Regions from separate parts of the Mus musculus genome. Here all the other regions are linked to region 2. A link is a contact called in public Hi-C and promoter capture Hi-C data. All regions are on one chromosome and are shown on one strand. The core of a region is the stretch at or near the end of the contact, and the rest is flanking DNA. Distances in the headings are between cores, read along the strand shown. Region 1 overlaps Slmap (sarcolemma associated protein). Region 2 holds the start of Il17rd (interleukin 17 receptor D). Region 3 overlaps Erc2 (ELKS/RAB6-interacting/CAST family member 2). Region 4 overlaps Slmap (sarcolemma associated protein).

What was found. Promoter capture Hi-C pulls out the DNA fragments that hold promoters and counts their contacts. Hi-C and Micro-C count contacts between places; a contact is called where the count stands out from the background.
Region 1: a promoter capture Hi-C map of liver shows a contact between it and region 2, with 2.1 times the contacts expected there. The contact joins the enhancer-like site here to the promoter of Il17rd in region 2. A contact is called at or near these places in 5 of 39 promoter capture datasets (3T3-L1-derived adipocytes, the HPC-7 cell line, HPC-7-derived erythroid cells and 2 more) and 1 of 15 datasets of contacts at CTCF or cohesin (large pre-B cells).
Region 3: a Hi-C map of the N1E-115 cell line shows a contact between it and region 2, with 6 times the contacts expected there. The contact joins the enhancer-like site here to the promoter of Il17rd in region 2. A contact is called at or near these places in 2 of 39 promoter capture datasets (the C10 cell line and pre-B cells), 1 of 15 datasets of contacts at CTCF or cohesin (large pre-B cells), 3 of 484 Hi-C or Micro-C datasets (the N1E-115 cell line, embryonic stem cells and pro-B cells), 1 of 115 datasets of contacts at active chromatin or transcription factors (craniofacial prominence) and 1 of 9 other capture datasets (pancreatic islet).
Region 4: a promoter capture Hi-C map of the HPC-7 cell line shows a contact between it and region 2, with 11 times the contacts expected there. The contact joins the enhancer-like site here to the promoter of Il17rd in region 2. A contact is called at or near these places in 10 of 39 promoter capture datasets (the 3T3-L1 cell line, the C10 cell line, the HPC-7 cell line and 5 more), 2 of 15 datasets of contacts at CTCF or cohesin (large pre-B cells and pro-B cells), 25 of 484 Hi-C or Micro-C datasets (B cells, the Ba/F3 cell line, the G1E-ER4 cell line and 15 more), 6 of 115 datasets of contacts at active chromatin or transcription factors (the SCID.adh cell line, embryonic forebrain, embryonic stem cells and 3 more) and 3 of 9 other capture datasets (embryonic stem cells, liver and pancreatic islet).

Annotation. Positions count from the first base shown.
Region 1 is chr14:26,439,861-26,443,153 of GRCm38.p6, forward strand. Slmap (sarcolemma associated protein) reads right to left here. Exons shown (of 23, transcript NM_001310445.1): 14 at 2,715-2,774. Among named protein-coding and RNA genes, the nearest start is that of Gm34223, 37 kb to the left of the region's middle. Within about 2 kb of position 1,376, at least 50 of the 459 cell types and tissues checked have an H3K27ac peak or open chromatin away from gene starts, as enhancers often do. A contact at or near this core is called in liver, where this site is marked.
Region 2 is chr14:27,037,437-27,040,974 of GRCm38.p6, forward strand. It overlaps Il17rd (interleukin 17 receptor D), which reads left to right and starts at 1,565. Exons shown (of 13, transcript NM_134437.3): 1 at 1,565-1,793. The coding sequence starts at 1,668.
Region 3 is chr14:27,729,359-27,732,629 of GRCm38.p6, forward strand. All of the region lies in intron 2 of Erc2 (ELKS/RAB6-interacting/CAST family member 2), which reads left to right. Among named protein-coding and RNA genes, the nearest start is that of Erc2, 110 kb to the left of the region's middle. Within about 2 kb of position 1,778, at least 8 of the 459 cell types and tissues checked have an H3K27ac peak or open chromatin away from gene starts, as enhancers often do. A contact at or near this core is called in the N1E-115 cell line, where this site is marked.
Region 4 is chr14:26,471,366-26,474,599 of GRCm38.p6, forward strand. Slmap (sarcolemma associated protein) reads right to left here. Exons shown (of 23, transcript NM_001310445.1): 3 at 2,534-2,606. Among named protein-coding and RNA genes, the nearest start is that of Gm24031, 25 kb to the right of the region's middle. Within about 2 kb of position 1,801, at least 1 of the 459 cell types and tissues checked has an H3K27ac peak or open chromatin away from gene starts, as enhancers often do. A contact at or near this core is called in the HPC-7 cell line, where this site is marked.

The sequences.
Region 1 (3,293 bases), core at 126-2,625, 600 kb before region 2:
TTTGCTTGAGTCTACGTTCCTCAACAACCATTTTCTCTATCTGGCCTATTTATGCTGCAAAGCATCACTCTTACCACACTGCTGCTAAGGAAACATTTATTTCCCTAGTGTATTACTTTTTTTATTATATCATTTTTGTTACTGCTTTTCTTTTTCCCCTGTTGACCACATTCTGCTGTCTCAGGGTATGCAGATGCTATCTCTCTAGTGAGAAAAATCATACTCATTAGGGGATTACTATCTTCATAAATAATCATGACATTTATCTGACCACACCATTTGTGACAATATTTATCAAAATTTAAAATATGCAAAACCATGGACTGGAGTGATGACTCAGCAGTTAAGAACAATTCCTATTCTTGCAGGTAACCCTAATATGGTTCCAGAACCCAGAGTGGCTCACAACTCACTGTAACTCTAGGTCCTGGGAATCCAACACTACTTCTGGCCTCTGTGGGTACCAATACATATACAGTGCATATACATTCATGCAGAGTAATACTCATACATATAAAATTAATAAATCTAATAAATAAAGTTTATGAGCCCACTTTTACTTTCCTCTAAGGAAGTAGTTGAATATGTGAAATAAGACATAACGATGCTCACTACAGTACCCTCATTATGAAAAAATGAAATGTGTATTGAACATATTCAAGATACATGTAATATTACTGACTGAAACTTAAAGACAGTAAGTATAATACATAAAGATTACACTACTTGTATATTTAGAGATTGTTTCATTTACTCCCTCCCCCCTTTTTCTTTCCTAAGACCCCGTCTCCAAATCAAAGCAGCCAACCTAACACACACCAGAAAGAGTGGAGAAACTGAGGTTGAAAGTTTCCGTGAGCTGCCTGAGGACATGCAGAGAACAGAATGGTTGTGCTGCATCTATCTATGTCCAAGCGTCTACAGATATGTCCTGAGTTAACCCTAACTCAGAAAGCACGTGCAAGGCATGGTTATATGCATGAGAGTGAAGCCTTCAGAGGAGCTGATAACTCCTAGCAACTGTCATTTTCAATGGAGTAATGAAAAAGTTCACCATAAAATCACTAATGCAGTTTTTTAAAGACAAGTAACTGAGTCAAATTCCAAGGAAATATTTTATAGCCAGTCTGAAAACATTAAAATGTAACTTTTATGGCCACCTGGTTTGGCAGTGTGAAAAGTACTAACAAGTGCTGATTAATGAAATATGAAACACGTATTATGACTCTTGGAAAATGAATTAAACTCATTTGCATGGAACTATTTGCCATAATAGGTTTAATAAATGTCTGACTGAAACAAAGAACCTTGAACATTGGTCTAGCTTGTTCCCTAAGATAAAAACACAGCCAATGTGGTCCCTCCCCATTTGTAATCTCAGCATTCAGGAAGCTAAGACAAGAGCTCAAGGCTAAACAAGGCAACACAGTAAGAGTTTGTCTCAACAAAAAACAAACCAAGAGACCCAGAAGAGGAACTGCTGAATCAAAACCGGCTCTTCAAAACTTTTTATTTGTAGTTTTTTAATCCATAATGTTGCTCACAGCTTTTTCAAAAACCTGATTTCAAGCAAATCTATTCCATAATACACTGACATACCTAGGCAGCAAGGCACTTTTTGGAAAGAAACACCAATCACCCCCACCCTCTGCTTTGCTTACAGTCCAAAGTGTTGCTTACTCAATCAACAGATTAGAATAGGAACTTAGGAGGTGAAGTAAAGGCTATTTTAAAGTCTGTTCTCATCTGTTTAATAAGACAAAATAAATTACATCTGTACTAAAAATAGTTCACTGTTCTGCAACCTAATGCCCATCAGCCAGAACAATCTCAGCATTGCATGTCTATGCATTCTTTCTCCTTATATGGCATCTACTGTGCACAAAACTCAAAATGAAAGCTTCCAGACATCTGAAATAACACAATTTGTTTAAAAACATTTTAAAAAGCAAGTGAACCCAATTACTCTAATAATACAGAATGTACGAAAATAAACTGTTACAAACTCTTAGCATTTGTTGTTTTAACTAACTAACTAGGATTGTGAAGCTAGTTTTAAATTTTATCCTGGCAAAGTCTAATGAAAGCCCCACTCTAACAAGGAACACATCCTGCCAGACTTACTTACCTAGCTGTCCTATGCTTAAAAGCAGCAGTATGGTGCTTTAAATTTTAATTTTCTTCCCTAAGTTTAACTAATAATAATAATAACCTATTTTGATGGTATTACTAGACTTAATTATAAAATATAACATGATTTTACATTGCTAAAAGTCATCACTTTTGTTTTAATCAAACTAAGATAACAAAATAGAGAAATACTGAATACCATAAGGAATGTTAAATATATAGTAGTCTTCAAAATAAAATTTTAAGTATTTTTCACTCTTAAAAGATTGCCCTGTGTTGACTAAGACTGAGATGAAAACTGACAACAATGTAGCAATGAGAGGAAAGGATCAACTGCAAACCTACCACAAGCATTAACCTTAAAACCACACACAAATGCCTACAGTAAAAGAAACTTTCCTATTTTTTCTTAAAATAAACATACAAATACTTTATATAATATCCGATACTGTTACTAGAGTGACATTTTGTAAGCTGTAAGAAATAAGCTCATGGTTAAAATACAACAACCTTGAAATTCTAAACTAACTTTCATTATCCAAAATACCTGTAAAACCACGGGGGAGAGAAGACAGCAAACTAACCTTTTGAAAGCTTTGATTCTTCTACCACTTTGGTTAGATGCCCTTGGACCATCAGCTTCTCTGCCAAAGAAAAGAAGCGTTAGCACCGAAGCTCAAACAGAGCCGCATTCCCTGAGAGGAGCAGTGTAACACATTCCATGACCAAATTTAAAGACATCACTCCAGGACCAAGCTTCAACCAAAAGCTTGAACCTTGAAGAGGAAGTAGAGAGCTACACTTACTAGAGCAATCACATTACTGCAGAGAACGGGGAGTAGGGAAAGAACATGCCTTCTGTTTTCATCAGACACCAGCCTATTATAAAGTCTAGACTCTTGTATGAGGAAACAAAAGAAACAACCAACAGGAAATCGTTAAGTCCTGGGTATGAAGTTGAAATAAAGGACTTTGGGAAGGCAGTTTCCTTAAAGAAGAGAAACAATGCCATACCGATAGATAATTTCCTATTGATACAATTCAGAAGAGAATCTACAAAATATATAATCAAGAAAATGGATGATTTTAGAAGAGCTAGCTATTTAAAAGAAATAATAGGATTGCTTTTAGCATTTAGTAAGAAAAAATATATCTGTACAGTT
Region 2 (3,538 bases), core at 315-2,814:
AGGCCCGAGAGTTTGGCTCAGGGGTAGAGGGGTTTGGTTGCCCTGCACACAGAGGGGCCTTAGTTTGATCCCCAGTACTGAAAAAAAAAAAAAATCACACACACACACATCTATTACTAAGTTTAGTTTTATTTAGAACTTTAGTAGGGTTTGAGGTTTTTCCTTTTTTTAAAAAATGATTCTTGGATTCTAGTCATTAAAACCTGTGTTCAATTCATAACAACCACATTATGGCTCACAACCATCTATAATGGGAATCAGATGCCCTCTTCTGGCCTGCAGGTGTTCATGCAGATAGAATGCTCACATAAAACATAAAACAATAAAATAAAATTTAGAGAGAGAGGGAGATAAACGTGTGGGGGTATTTTAAAATCACTGATTATAACAAAAACACTGGGCCTGGATTGATTAGTAAGTTATGGAACACATCAAGGCAGGAGTGCATGTAGATTAAGGAGCCAATAACCTCATGGTTGTCTTAGTTTTTCACCAAAAGCTAGGTCATCCATCCTGACAATATCTCAGTCTGTGGCAGCTCTGAGCCTGGACAGCCTTTGCTAAGGGGACTTTGAATGCCTAGAGTTTAAAGGAGCGTGGGAGAAAAGCTCTGACTTGCAGATTCTTGCAAGGAGCAGTGTGCTTCTTGCATCTACTCAGAGAAAGCTCATCTGGAAGGGCAGTCTTCTGTGGACCTCGTGACCCCACGATGAGGACAGGTGCCTACCCACTGTGGCTGTCTTAGGGTTTTCCATTGCTGTGAAGAGACACCATGGCCAAGGCAACTCTTTTTTTTTTTTTTTTTTTTTGAGACAGGGTTTCTCTGTGTAGCCCTGGCTGTCCTGGAACTCACTCTGTAGACCAGGCTGGCCTCTAACTCAGAAATCCACCTGCCTCTGCCTTCCGAGTGCTGGGATTAAAGGTGCGCACCACCACCGCCCGTCTTGACTCAATCTTTATCTTTTTTTTCATAACTGTCGATTTGTCCATCCAGCAAGGCTATGTGACCTTATGAAAGTCAGTTCGTGGTTGTAGCCTTTATTGATTGCTTCCTACATGTTAACAGAACTCTCCCTGGATGAAGAGTCTTGTTCTTCATTTCGTCTTACTGGGAACAGCACTTTGGAGGAAGCAAATAATTTGTCCTGGGTCCCAGGAGTAAATGTAGAGACAGGATTTCCCTAGAGGCTTTATTATGACATTTCCTTGTCATTTCATTGGTAGGGTGCAAGAAGGAACTTGACATTTGAAAAGCAAGTACTTATTAAATCATTAATTTTAAAATTACTATTATTATATTCTTTGATTCGCCCCAAGTTTTTGCATGGAGAAGTCATTTGGACAAATCCTTTGGATTAAAAAAAAAAAAAAAATCCCTTAGTGCTGAACCTCCTGCTGTGTCAATCTCCGGTGGAAGCCAGAGTCTCCTGTGCATTGGGGCGGGGCCAAGACCGAAGGGCCGGGCTACAGGATCAGAACCAGGACGGAAAGCTGAGATTGAGGGCGGAACCTGGAGGAAAGAGGAGGGGCGAAGCCCGGCAGCGCATGCCCGGTGAGGGCTGCCAGCCTCGGCCGCCGCCGCTACCGCCGCCGCCCACTCGGGACTAGAGAGCGAGCTACAGGCAGCAACCTAGCGGAGACCGGCCCAACTGGGCGAGCGTACGGCCATGGCCCCGTGGCTGCAGCTCTGCTCCTTCTTCTTCACTGTCAACGCCTGTCTCAACGGCTCGCAGCTGGCAGTGGCCGCGGGCGGCTCCGGCCGCGCGAGGGGCGCGGACACCTGTGGCTGGAGGGTAAGGCGAAGGCTTCTCCGGGTTCCAGGTTACCTGGGGGCGCGCCGCGCGCACAGGTGTTCGCGCGCAGGCGAGCGGGGACCGCGGGGATCGCTGGACGCCGGATCCGCGAGCAACGGGGTTCTCAGCTTTTCTAGCCGCTCATCCTGCGTCTGGATCCCCGGGCGCGCGTCTGCAGGTCCCGGACAGGATGAAAGGGGCCGCCGACCCCTGGCTTTGTGTTGTTAATGAGGCGCGGCCGCTGGCTGGGGTCCGACTCCTGAGGGCGGGTGGCTGGGCGGAGAGGCGGGGGCCGTGCGCCCCACCCTTTGTTCCCGGCCCTCTGCCCGGGGGATTGGGATCTTCCGGGCAGTGCGCAGGACCGGTGCACTTCGGAGCCGGTGTGGGGTTCGTGCCCTGGACCTCCAGTCCACAGCTCTGCGAGGGCCCAGGGCAGCCAGGGAAGGGTGTCTGGAGTGCTAGGGAAGGATGCCCCCCCTTTCTCGCAGTTGCTTTGTTTCTTTTAGGCATCGCCGTCACCTAACTTTTACCCAATCGCCGATTCCGAACTTTTTGAGAAACAGCCTTTCGTCTAGCTAATGGTCCCCTACCCTACTCCCTACCCCCACGACCCAGCTTGAGTTGAGGATGTTTTTGTGGTCAAAGGGCAGCGAAAGTTTGCTCCGCCAGGTGTCCCAGACCTGAGACCATGGTGGCTTCCAGACTTTCTTTGGGAACTTGAAAGCCTTCTTCCCAGAGCTGAGTGTTCTTTTGATGCTGTCTAGATAGTGCGGTCCTCTGGTTTGCGGACTTTGAACCTCCCACAGAGACAAGGGTGCTGCGAGTCAGTCCACACACACCTTGAACCCTATTGTGAGAACACAGGCTTTGCACTCCAGCAACCAGGAGCTTGTTTTCCTCACCTAGAAAGAAGGAAGAGGGGGTGGGGGTGGGCGTGTTGTTACTGATTTCCCCAGGGCGCAGGGGATACACTGGGGCAGTTTACTTAGACCGACGGTGACTTACGTTTTTCGATGGAAAAGTCTGTTCAGTCTCAGTACAGACAAGACCCAGGACGCGACACCTCTTAGGGATACTTGGCTCACTTGCTTCTCTCTTAGAGGGAATCCCGGTTCAGAAAACCAGGTATGAGCCAGGCAGCTATGGTTCTTTCACGTTTCGTGAACGCCGTTACTTCTTCCCGTTTAAGTAAAACCTCACCATTTCTTACTGTGTTCCATTGCAGTAAAACATCACTGTTAGTTTTAACACATTCCAGATTTCTTTTACGGTAATCTCAACGTTGACCTATCAGTTTTTAGAAGAGTTCAGATCTGGACTGGTATCGGCTGTTGCTGCCTTCCTGTAATAGCCTAGAGTACATGCCACTTGTAAAGTTATAACACTGGGTCTAAGTGGTCTCTGAAGGAGCCGCAGCGGTGTTTGTGTTCGTTAGGAATGTATCGCTCGATGTGACATCCCCCCCCCCCCTTGATGTGGTTCATCAGGGTTATTGACATTCTTGTCCTCTTGGGACTGTCTACAGCCCTTTCCTTGAGTCCTCGTCCCCTTTCCTGGATGAGCCTGGGAGCTTCTGGGCCTTGTCCCGGATTCCAGGCACTTTCCCGCGGCCTGGCTCCTTCTGTAATTGCCTGCTTGGTACCCACCTGTGAGAGTAGGCCCAGCTTACCCACCTCCTTCACACCCATCTTTTCTGTCCCTCCCTCCCTCCCTCCCTCCCTCCCTCCCTCCCTCCCTCCCTCCCT
Region 3 (3,271 bases), core at 528-3,027, 690 kb after region 2:
GAAGCCAGTAAGATGCATTTTTTTTTCCATGCCTCTGTGTGACTTCCGACTCCAGAATTCCGTCTTGAGTTCCGGCCTTGGCTTCCTTCAGTCATGAGCTATGATCAGGATGTGTAAGCCAAATAAGTCCTTTCCTCCCCAAATTGGCTTTGGTCATAGTGTTTGTCACAGTGATAGAAAGTAAATTTGGATGTCTTCCTGAGTCCCAGAGGACTGCTACCTCACCATGTACAAAGTTAAAGGGAGAGGGAACACACATTGGCTTCAAGTTAACATCTGGTGATTCTAGAGCCAGCGTCTCTTCTGTAAGAGCATTAATCTTGTCATGGCAGCTCCACTGCTAACCACCCACCCCTGACTCTCCAAGGACAGTACCTCCATATGCCATCACACTTGGAGTTAGGGCTTTAGCATCTGAATGGTGGGGGAATTACAAAATTCAATTCTAACATGGGGACAGCAATGGCTACGGGTTCTTGTTTGAAAGAAAAGGTCTCCATGAAATTACATGGAGAGCCTGGACCATGAGCTTTGATTTCATGCTAGTCATTGCTTTTATAGAGCAAAGACGGATTCAAAGTGCAGAGTGTTGGATATCTTGGCAAAATGTAATTCACTTTATTTTTCTGCTTCTTTCTCTCATTCCAGGGCAGGCTTGGAGTTAAATTGTTCAGGAATATAGCTCTTCCCTTCCTTTGGGCTTGGACCTTATAAACTTTTGTAGCCTTACCCATCTTGTAGAGCTGCTGGGAAGGTTACTAAGACAAAAGAGAAAAGCATTGCAGGGGACCTGCCTGCCTTCACCCACCATAATCATCATCTATTTCTCTAAAATCATGAGAGTCTTTGTAAGTTTGAAACTTTGGGCTGTTTCCGTTGGTTCTTTATTTAGTTGAGTGTGCAACCTGTTTCTGCCCTTCCTGTGTTACGCCATCCCTGTATTTTTTGGCTTTTTAAGACTTAGTACTGCACAACATGCTGGCAAAGGAACTCAACCATGGCATACGTGGCTGTGTCCCACAGCGGGCAGCTCTGTCACTGGGACTGTTGGACAGCCAACACATTTGTTCTGATGCTAATAAAATGTGCCTGGGAGATGCAGTTAACCTTTAAAAGGCACAGTTTTTTAGTTCATATCTGGTAATTATAGGGCCAATATATCTGGATCTAGCAGACTGGCTAATTGCATAAGGGGGATAGGGTAGGGCAAGTGGGCGTGTCTACTCACTCAAAGGATGCTTCCCCTGTCCCTGAACCTTAGGTGTTGGTGAGATGAGCAGAGGGTAATTTGCTCCCACACCAGGCCCTAATTTCACTGTCACCCGATCGGTGTGTACACCAGGCCTACTCTATTTATGTCACTGGGGCCCCAGAACAAACTGTTCTGTGGATATTGCTTCAAAAACTAATGCAGTACTTCCACTTCCTTCAGAAATAAACTTTGAAAGCTCTGCCTCAGAGAGCTATTTTCTTCAGTTAAGTTTTTAAGAGTTGAGGCCCAGAGTTCTGGAGACCTTACTATCTCCTATCAGTCAGCTCTTTCCTCCTTTCTTGGTAGCTTTAAAAGTCCTAGGAGCCTAGGCTCAGGAAGCTAAGGCAGGAGGATATAGAGTTTAAGGCCAGCTTGGCCTACAGTGAAAGCCTGTCTCTGAGACACAAGTAATAGGTGAGGAAAAGCACCCCCCCCCCCGCCCCACTTCTTTTGTTGTGAACGTTTAACAGCTGTCTATTAATCTTGGCTGAAACAATGGACTGCACTGAGTGCACTTTGGGCTGTCAGGGCATACCCACAGAATACAGTCTAGCTAACCCTCCTGCCTTCATCCTCAGTTTCATCTGAGGTGGAAATAGCTGCAGCCCTGCAAGCCAAACACCAGAGGCCTGGAGACCAAGGTCCCCGGGCCTGGCAGGGCCATCTGGTTCCTTGATGAGCATTTATTTCCAAGAGGAGCTAACTCTGGCCTGAGCGGAGGTGCAGGAGCTCTTCTGAGGCTGACCCTCCCCCATCCACTGAACCTAGCTATGATCACCCCTGCAGCACGTACACTGGGTTAACTTTTTAATGATGGCTTCTGTGAGGAACAAACAGAACAAGATACAGTTCAGGAAAACGAAGGAACCAGAGAAGCTAAGAGAAGGAATTTGGTAGTGCTCCCTCCACGACCCTGTGTGTGTGTGTGTGTGTGTGTGTGTGTGTGTGTGTGTGAGCGCGTGCACTCGTGCACACAGAGGGACAGTTCTGAGTCCCACCCAGAAACAGCTATGGTATTTGAGAGCAGACTTTGGGATTAAGTCAGGTTGAGAATTCTGTATTCCCCCTTTCTAGCATCCTTGTTTTTATATAAAGATCTCATTTATAAACTTAATGTTCTTGCCCCACCTCTGAGCCTGCCAGCATTGTTTCTCCCTCACCACACTGCACACACTTTTCTCTTCATTAAATGACCAAGGTCCCTCCTTGGTTTTCCCAGGAACGAACAGAATGTGGGTAGCACCAGTGTTTTATTTTCATGGATCCAGCTACATCTGTGAGCAACACTTGGCAGACTGCTTGCCCGTCCAGGGCTGTCTTCATACCCATATTCGTTGTAGGCTTATTGATAACAGCTAGGGTATAAAACCAACCTTAATGTCACTGAGCAGAGGGTAAGATGATGTACCATATTATTTGGCATTTTAAAAGAATGTAGTGCTGTCTTTTGGGACAACATGAAGGCATATATAGGTGTTGTACTAAATAAAATAATTCAGGAATAGGAAGACAAGTATTGGTTGGTATCACTTAAACATAGAATAAAAATAAAATAAAACACAATAAATTGAACTCATCTGTCATAGAATGACAGATAAGAAGCTGAAGAAAGGAGAAAAGGGGAAAGACAATGGCAAAGTACCTGTAAGAAGGCACAGTGTTTCAGTAAGACAAGAAGTGTGTGTGTGTGTGTGTGTGTGTGTGTGTGTGTGTGTGTGTGTGTGGTGTGGTGGACATGTGTGTACAAATGCATGAGATGGGCAAAGGTCAACTTTAGGTGTTCTATTGCTCAGATGTTGTCTGCTTTGGGTGTTTCGTTTTTTGTATTTCTTGTTTTTGTTTTTGTTTTGTTGTTGTTGTTTGTTGAGTTTTAGATAGGGTTAGCCACTGGGGCTGGCCAACTATGCCAAGCAGCCAGCCACAGCTATCTGTCTGTCTCTGTGTCATGCCTAGAATTTTACGTTTGTTCTGGGGCTCAAACTCAGGTATTCGTGCTTGCGTGGCATGGCTTTTACAGTA
Region 4 (3,234 bases), core at 551-3,050, 570 kb before region 2:
ATTTTCTGCACACCAGGATATCTTACTACGACTTGACTGAATATGCATAAATCTTTTACCGTATTTATTTGATAACATTTCTGTGTCTTAGGAATTATAATCAATTTACCCCCTGCATCCAGAGTCTATCACAAGGCCCTAAGGAACTTACTACCTAGTGAAGGTTTTTAAAGTTGTAACTACAGGTATTCTTCTTCACTCTATAAAACTCAAATAGATGTCTTAAACATGAGTTAATCTTTCTTGACTGCACAGGCAATATATGTTAGATATGGAATATGTGGGAAATATAAAAAACTAAACTAGAATTATGCAGTCCTAGCATGCAGAGACAACCATTTTTTTATACATCCCTTTTTTCTGTTGATATGTATATATACAGAGACATTAACATAAAAACCCTAAATTAAACAAATAGATCTTTAAAAATCTTTTAAAATAGTGACATAAGAAGTAAGTCTCTTTCCTCATAAAATCTGGTTAACTAGAAACAAACAAACAAACAAAAAACCCCAAAAGGCTTAAAAAAGGTCACATAACATGTATTTGTTTTTTACAGAAACTATATGGGGTATGAGCGTGCTGTTTGAATTGTTGAAAAACTTCTTGTATATACAAAGAGTATAACAAGGAAATGTTTAGAAAGCAAATTATTATTTAGTGTTGTTTGTAAAGCTATAAGCAATTTCTATTTCTTGTTGTAGAAAATTATAAAATATAACAAAACTAAGAAACAGTCAGAACTACCTACTGAAGATCTTAAACACACTATACACTATTTACATAGTAGCCTTGGCATGTATTCAACTATTAATATTAATAGCCCTTTAAGCAGGGGCTAGGAAGACGCTTTAGTAGGTAAAGCCCCACTGCTCAAGCATCCCCAGAACCTTGTAAAAGGTCAGGTGCTATAGCCCGCCTATAACCTCAGTACTTGGAAGGTGAACACAGGTAGATCTGTGAGGCTCACTGGCCCTATCCAATGAGATCCGGTCTCAGAACACAAAGCACACAGCTCCTAAGGATCAACAGCTGAGGTTGCCCTGGCCCTCCATATGCAGGCAACAGACATGCATACAAACATAAACACATGGTCACTAAATGAGAAACAGGTAAAAACTGTAACTATTGAAGGACATTGACAACCATGCCTTAAAGAAGCTGAAAGGCAAACAGCAACAGCAAGGTTGTCCTCTGATTGCCACACAAGCCATGGCACCAAGGTGTGTACACATGTGCACACACATGCACACATACACAAGCATGCACACACAAAGATAAGGCCCACATATTTTATTAGATGGAACCTAACAACACGAAAGACATACATGACTGCTCAAAGCTTTTAGCTCTATCAAAAATAATCTCATATTAACTACATTTCATATCAACTACCTCTATCAAAAATAATCTCATATTAACTACATTTCATATCAACTACCTCTATCAAAAATAATCTCATATTAACTACATTTCATATCAACTACCTCTAAACACTAGTCTTTAAAAAGCTGTGTATCACTGCTGGACTAACTAATTAGTCTATGACTGAAAGTTTACTCCTTGACCCATAAATTAGGCTTCCGCTATGTTAAGTTCTTGAACTTTACTGCAACTTAATAAACTGTAATTACATTTTAGTAAACTGTAATTAAAATAAATGTTACAATCTCTGCCATTCATCATTTGGCCATAAAATTACAGAAAGAAAAAAAAAACAAAACTATAGTAGGTCCTAAGCTGGCGGCCAGGAGAGACTATCACAGCCACAGGAAGGAAGGGAAGGACTCTGCTTTACCTCTTTCCTGCTCAGCTTTCCCTTAAACTCTAGACATTTTGGCACAGTCAAAGTCATGCAAACCACTAGTAAAATATAAACTGTAATGACAGGAAGCTCTTTTGAAGGAGGGAAACAAGCATCTAGCATAGTAAAGGCCTTTCTAAAATTAAAAGAAATAAGCATTAATATTTAAATACTTCCCAGCCCTTTCCATACCTCACAGTGATAATCTGTAAAAAGCACAGGATATACTTATGTTTACATTTTACACTCTAGATTTCATAGCAGGACTTGATATTGCTTCATTTAAAACATAAAATACAACTTTGGGGAGATTATTTTTTAACTCCCATTAAAAAATTACTAACTAACTATATTGACATCTTCAAGTTCTAGAACATAATAACGCCTACATTAACACCACAGGCAGTCACAGTGTAAAATGTCCTATATTATTATATCAAAAGGAACACAGTAACTAACATATCCTAAATATTGCAAAAAGCAACTAATTATACATTCAAATATACATTGTAAAATTAAACTTGGAAACAAATAACCTTTATCTCTGATACATTATTATTTACTAGATTTTCAAATAATATAAAAAAGTAATTAAAACTGAAGTATGTCAAAAGGTACTATATATACTTTTTAATAAAGTAATTTTGTAGATTAACAGCATGTCATCACTCTGAATATTGCCAACCAAGATAATTAATCCAAAACTTCACAGCACTAAATTATACTCACTCTGAACGAAGTCGGGCTTCCATACCATCTGGTAGAAAAAGTTTTATTGTGGAAACAATACACCCATGGGTAACTGGTTAAAACAAATAGAATAGTTGTTTAAAAATATGAAGCTTGGTGGGTCTCATATCTAAATTTGTATTTCATTCATAAAAGTAGTAATTCCTAAAAAAGTAAATACATCTAGTGGTTTAGTGATAGTATGCACTACCTTAGAAAAACTTTCAATTCCTTGACAGACAATGAAAGTCAACTGCCCAATGTACAGAAATAGTAAGAGGAGAGAAACTGACACATTTGTCCTACTTTGCTGATATCACACCTAGTCTACTGCCTTTTAAAACCTAGGCCTTATTCTTAATTCCTCTCTCCAACTATCTCCCAACCACACGCCATGAGACTTGGAAGTCCCTGATGCATACTTTAGATCATGTTATGCACTCTTCCCATGTCAAGGCTGCTGACACTTGAGAGTTCCTCTCTGATTCTCCCTCTATATAGTTGCTCTGACTCACACAGGAGGCTCTCCAGGACAGCTTTCATACAATTGTTTATCCTTCCATCTCCAATACCTTTTGATAAAATCACAGCAGTCTCTCTGTATATAATGCATAATATTGCTTCTCACTCCTTTTCCTACTGAAGGTTTTGATAGACAAGCCTCTCACATATTGCCAATTGTACAGACTATGGCCTTTTAT